Linked DNA regions of Mus musculus: region 2 is linked to region 1. Evidence: chromatin contacts called from public Micro-C data. All regions are on one chromosome and are shown on one strand. Each heading gives the region's core, a stretch centred on a gene start, on an enhancer-like site or on the middle of the called end of the contact. The rest is flanking DNA. Distances are from core to core; before and after follow the strand shown. Region 1 has its middle 64 kb from the start of Cmpk2. Region 2 holds the start of Allc (allantoicase).

Evidence for each region. A called contact is a pair of places that touch in the nucleus more often than the background predicts.
Region 2: a Micro-C map of palatal mesenchyme shows a contact between it and region 1, with 2.3 times the contacts expected there. The contact joins the promoter of Allc here to the enhancer-like site in region 1. A contact is called at or near these places in 3 of 39 promoter capture datasets (hippocampal neurons and liver) and 5 of 484 Hi-C or Micro-C datasets (B cells, cerebellum, cerebral cortex and 2 more).

The regions. Positions count from the first base shown.
Region 1 is chr12:26,531,617-26,534,773 of GRCm38.p6, reverse strand. No RefSeq gene overlaps it. Among named protein-coding and RNA genes, the nearest start is that of Cmpk2, 64 kb to the right of the region's middle. Within about 2 kb of position 1,618, at least 45 of the 459 cell types and tissues checked have an H3K27ac peak or open chromatin away from gene starts, as enhancers often do. A contact at or near this core is called in cerebellum, cerebral cortex and palatal mesenchyme, where this site is marked.
Region 2 is chr12:28,581,057-28,584,213 of GRCm38.p6, reverse strand. Allc (allantoicase) reads left to right here and starts at 1,686. Exons shown (of 12, transcript NM_053156.3): 1 at 1,686-1,749.

The sequences.
Region 1 (3,157 bases), core at 369-2,868:
CTGGAGTCAGAAGTCTCACACTGGCTGGCCAGAGCTGGTGGAGGTCAGAGCTGCACAGAAATGTTTGAAGAATGCCCGTCAGGAGAAGATAAATGCTTCCTGCTTGCTGGGTGTGCTCTCCCTTTAACTCTTCTCAGTCCCATCTCTGTGAGACCCTGCAGCCCCTTGCAGCTGTGACCTCTCTAAACTGCCAGCCTCAGATGACTGACACTTCATCAATTTTGCCTGAACTGCATTTACAAGCCAGTCTCGGGAGGATTGGCCAAGTGCACCAAGCATGGGGGCATTTCCCTACCGGAGCCAGATTGCTGCAGAATGAGGGGGCTCTTCCCACCTTCTCCCAGTGGCCCGGGCAAACAGCCTAGGGGCCTCCCCGCCAAAGGGAATGAACGGACCTCTGATTATTCCTTGTAAATTTTTCATGAGGACATCTGCCCATGCTCCTCTCCCTCTGAGTACCTCTCTCTCTCAGTCTCTCTCTCCTCACCACCTCCCTCTCTGTGTTCTCTCTTCTCTCCTTCTCACTCTCTCCTCCCCCTCCTCTCTCTCCTCTATCACTCTCCCCACCCCCACTCAGGTTTCATCTCACCTCTAACCCTTTCTCCTCTCCTTCCTTCCTCTCCCTCCTGTTTTTCTCTCTCTCTCCTCCCCTCCTCCCTCCCCTCCCCTCCTCTCCTCCCTCCTCTCTTTTTTATGTCTCCCCGTTCCTACCTCCCCTTCCTTTTCTCTCGCCTCCCCCTTCTCCTCCCTCTTTTCCCTCCCTCCCTCCCCCTCTCCCTGTGTTCAGACTCCTGACAACTCATGAAAAACGAGAGTCATTGGGCCTCAGCCGCCATTAGTCAAGACATGCCTGATGTGTGAACGTGGACCTCAGGCTGAGAGGGGCCAGGCTGCAGGGACTGGTCCTAGAGACAAAAGACCAAGCCGGATGGATATTATAGATAGGTAGGCAACAAAGCCTTCTGGACCGGTAGGGTTGGTTCTGCAGACAAGGGGCTCTGTGCTTGTACATCAGTGTGGCCCAGGCTTTCCCCGATGAACACTCTTGTCTCCCTGGCTCCTTGATGTGGCTCCCTGATCGAGGGCAGAGTCCAAATCCAAACAGAGAGATTGGAGATACACACACACACACACACACACACACACACACACATATGGTGTCGAATGCGCCTTAAATATCAAAATATATTAACTCTCATGTAAGGAGTACAGGGGTGGGGAATAAGCCTCAAAATCCTTTTTTCTGTACAGTTCAAACTAAGGACCTACAGCTCTTTCTCATTACTGCGCCCAATCATGCCGATGTCCTTTTTGTGCCCCCTTTGAAGTGACATGTGCTTCAATTTATTTTTAATCTTCTAAGTGACGTCGGGACTGCAGCCTGTGCACACGTGAAGTCTCTGCCCTTCTTGGCTGTTGTCTAAAGCAGTTTGGGCCACAACAAATCAGGCACTCAGTCCAGAGAGAGCCCAGGAACGATCTGAGGCCGGGGAGATGCGCAAAAGTGCTGCGCAGAGGAGGCAAAGTCATTAATAAACCCTTCACCATACACACCTTCCCTACCTTTGTGTAGGTCCTGGCCCTGGTCCTTGGGGACCCGCCATGGAGACACTCTGTGGAGCAACAGTGCCACCCAGTGGACAGTACTGGCAAATGACTGTCCCTTCTCTCTGCAGTCTCCCTGGGCCCTAATATCACATCTTTAAGCAGTTTTCTACATGAAAGGAGGCCTGCAACTGATTCAAAGCCACCTTGCCTTGGAAACCTGAGCATGCCCATAAAAGGCAGTGTGCACAGAACATTGAGGAATGTTTTTCGTTATGTTGGGGGTCTACCCCCAGCAGCTACTCTGGGGGGGGGGAGGGTAAGGGGGGATGTCAAAGGAAAATAAAATTAAATATACTTTTAAATCATACTTAATTTACTAATCAGTTCAAATAAATATGTGTATATACAAATGTGTGTGTGCGTGTGTGTGTGTGTGTGTGTGTGTGTGTGTGTGTGTGATGTTTGTCCAGTTACAGTCTCAGTGTTTAGTTGAAACATAAATTACATTAGCCCAAGCTCTTGTAACCCTCAGTATTGAGGGAAAATGGCTGAAATATCATCATATTTGGAGTTAGGCAGTGAGGTCAAAGTCTTGCCTGTACATAGATCTCACTCACCTGATAACCTGGACGGTTTCCATTTCCCATCTGCAGTCTTCAGTCACCCAGAAGGAGGCTGACGTGACAGCCAACGGTGACTTGCCCTATGCCTGGCTAGGTTCTGACTCTGCCTATGATCTTGAAACCTTCCCTCCCCTCTCTCCTTGGGTATTCCCTTTTGTCTTCAAGCAGAATCCAGCCCTTCACCCCCTCCTGGAGCCTTTTCTCCTCACGCCTCATGAATGTTGGTGAGGTGAGCACATTACATGGGCTTAAAAACTCCTAGTGAATCCACTGGTTTCCAAACTCACATGCATCCCGGATTGGGAGGCAGAAAGCGTCCTACAGATAGGGAATCCAGCCAAGGCCTGCCTCTTTCTGAGTCATCTGCAGTACAGAGTGGACTTCTCATACATAAACAAAAAGGATGGTTAATGCTTATTTTAACCAGTCTGTTACTTGAAGCCTTTAAATACTGCCCTACGGCATCTTGTAGAAAACATCGTTTGGTGCAGACTTTAAATAACTTAATATAAAATCATCGTGAGGGGAGGAGCTGAAAATCATCAACTCTGTGAAAGAATGTGAAATATGACCTAAAGTACATTAGATCCAGATCATTAAAGTCATCAAGTCATCGTCTTTCTCGTCCCCACCCACTGCAATGACTGACTTTGCTTACTGCCGTCACACGCCCTGCAAGGCTCTCAGTTGAGGAACTGACTCCATCAGATGGTCTATAAGGCAAGTCTGTGGGGGCATTTTATTGATTGATGTAGAAGGGCCCAGATCACTATGAATGACACGGACCCTGGGAAGGTGGTCCTGTGGTACAGAGAAAAGGAAGCTAGGCAGAGGGAGAGTGGGCCAGCAAACAGTGCTTCCCCTGCCTCTCAGTTCCTGCCTTGAGTTTCCAGCTTGGCTTCCTCAATCGTGGACTTTGGTCCACGACCTTTGGTCATGGAGCTTGTCACAGCCACAGAATAGCAAACTCGAACAAATGGAAAGGA
Region 2 (3,157 bases), core at 437-2,936, 2.0 Mb before region 1:
CTTGACAATCTGCCATCACCTGGGGGGGGGGGCTATGATTTTCACTGAAGGAGTGTTTACTACAGAATGCCCCGTGGGCATGTCTGTGGGGGGATTGTTTTGCTTTAATTGTTGTGGGGAAACCTACCCTAAGTGTGGGAAGCACCTGCTGATAGCTGTGGGGATAAGGACTTGGAGAAAGGACAGCCTAGTTCATCTCTTGGCTGGGCCTTCACTCCTATTGGTAAATTCATCTGCCCTTTTATTGCTGCTGCTGCTGCTGCTGCTGCTGCTGCTGCTGCTGTCACGGATATCTGAACTAGCTTCTTCCAGCATCCTCCAGGAACTTTCCAGGACCCTCCAGGCTGTTGGTGCCAGGTAGGGACTTCTGAGTCCCTGTCGTGAACCAAATACCTACAAGATTCTCAAGTGTCTCTAGTGTGAGACAGCCGTTATTGAACGACTCAGACCATACTGTGTCAGCCAATCTAATTTAATGTATATTAATTTCATTGGCTCTGTTCCACCAAAGAACCTTGGCAAATACAGGTCAGGTGCATATGTGGGAAAGGGCAGGTTGGCCCCTGGAAAGGGAGTCAAGGAAAAGATGGAGGGGCCTGGGATGGAATATTCTGGGACAGAGCTGGCTTTTGAGATTTCAGAAGTCCTTGTGCCTCTGCATCTGGGCTTCTCAACTGCAGGGGGTGGAGGTTGTGGGGGGGCAACATCTGCTCCCAGGGTGTTCCACCTGCCTGCTGTCTCTCTGAGCAGCCACCAGATACCTCCCTCTCTGGAGGAGGCTCTGGGTGGGGGTGGGATGCACTGAGCTGGGCTGGGAAGTGACACAGAACGTTACAGGGATAGACATTCTTCTCAAAGGCCCCTGCAGTTTTTCACACTGCAGTAACTTCTGTGTACATATGCATTTCCTTGCACATTGGGTCCTTGGTTTATAACAAATTCCCTCAACAGCCCCTCTTTGTGTTTTTTTTTAAAGATTTATTTATTTTGTGTATATGAGTGAGTACACTGTAGCTGTCATCAGATCTCATTACAGATGGTTATGAGCCACTATGTGGTTGCTGGGAATTGAACTCAGGACCTCTGGAAGAGCAGCCAGTGCTCTTAACCGCTGAGCCATCTCTCTAGCCACTCCCCCCCCTTTTTTTTAGAAAAAGAATTTATTTTTATTTTATGTATAGGAGTACACTGTAGCTGCCTTCAAAAGAAGGCATTGGATCCCACTACAGATAGTTGTGAGCCACCATGTGGTTACTGGGAATTGAAGTCAGGACCTCTGGGAGAACAAAGAGTGAGTGCTCTTAACCACTGAGCCATCTCTCCAGTTCCCAAGCCCTTGTGTTTTCTAGGATGTCCTAGGCACTTGCAGGGTGTATCTGTATTTTCTGAATAAATAAACATCTGTCTTGAAGAGATACAACGCAAATTCAAATTGTAGACAACAGCTGTAGCTGGGTGGGACGGTGAGAATTTCAGCCATCAGGGAGGGAGTACGGTAGGATGGGCTTACGGCCCTGGGATCAGTAGGATTACACACGCAGAAGGGAAGAGGCCTGCTTCAGCCATGGTCCCTTGGTCTCTCCAGGGACAAGCTGTTCCCTCGGCTCTATTTCCTATGCCCCTTGTGACATCACAAAGGAAGGTTCTCTCTGTCCTCCATAAATTCTAACATTGCTGGCGCTAACACTTCAAAACACTGGACTGTGGGGAGAGGCCTTGAATCCTGAAGACTGGGGTCTGCACTCTTGGGTGAGGTTCGAGATCTGTTTATCATGTTGAATAATTTGTTATGTCTGACATTGGTGTTGCCAAGGGAATGAAGTGGGAGAAGAGAGGAAGAAGTCCCGTCTCCAAGAACAGCAGACCCTTGGTTGCGGGGAAAATAGGGAGGTGGCCCTAGGCGCTATTATCAGTATGGAGTTCTAGGGCCCAGCTAAGAAGGACTGAGGGAGGCTTCATATTCTAGCTCTGGTCCTTGTCCTACTGGGGTTCAAGTCATATGACTTTTGTCTTTTAAAACATCTAAACATGGGTCAGGCTTGGTGGTGTACACCTTTAATTCCAGCACTCAGAGGGCAGAGACAGGCAGATCTCTGTGAGTTCATGGTCAGCCAGTCTCTAAAATAAGTTCCAGGCCATCAAGGCTACACAGAGGGACTCTTGTCTTAAATGACGATGGCGACGTCAACAACAACAACAACAACAACATCTCAACACTGATGTGAAGCAAGCCCAATGCTATGGTTTAAACAGAAATATGCCCCGCCCCGTCCTGTCCCGCCCCACCCTACCCTGCCCCCATAGTCCTGAATGTGCATACTTGTCCCAGCCAGCCATACTGTTTTAGGAGGTTATATAACCTTGGGATCTCGGGCTTAAGTGATGGATGCAGGGCTACACTGAATTCAAAGAGACACAGGTAAGAGCAGAGGCAATCACTCACTATGTAGTGCAGACTGGTGTGAACTCATCATGGTCCTCTTGCCTCAGCCTGCTGAGTCCATACCTATGCAGCTCTGCTGGTCTATGGCCAGAACTCTGCTCTGTTGCCTGTGGCTCCTCAGAATCTGCCTCAGCTCTCTCAAGCTTTGTCTCAAACGAGCAACGCCCTTCTTCAGATCACCCCAAAGTTTGCTCTCGCAAAGCTTCTTAGATCCTGACAGCAACATCCTCTGGATTTCTTTTTTAACATGGGATGATTCTAAGGCCAGGATAGCCTCCTCTTCTTGGGGGTGGGTGGGGCAGTCCCTCCCCAGCTTCCCAGAGTCACATGGAGCAGGCTCTGCCTGTGACCCTTCCCTCAGCAGAGGAACTGCCTTAGTTACTGGCCTGTGTCTTACTCTTGATGGCTGGGAGTGTATGTGGGCAGCAACCAGGACCCACTTCAGCATGCCGCTGGGCTTAGGGGTGGCTGCTGCCTGGTTTCAGTGGCAGCATGGTATTTAAACAGATGTCAGGGAGGGTCACTACTGTGACTGTAAACTGCCATTTGGGCTTTTCTGAGAGAAGGAGAGTGGAGGAGGATAGGAATTTGGAAGGGCTAGAGGAACTATAGATGTCTCCCTCTCTCTTGGACCTCAGCTGATTCTTTTATCCATTCTTTGGTCATATTCCTCCCCACAGAATCCTCTCCTGTCTCCTCCTCCTCACTGAATGA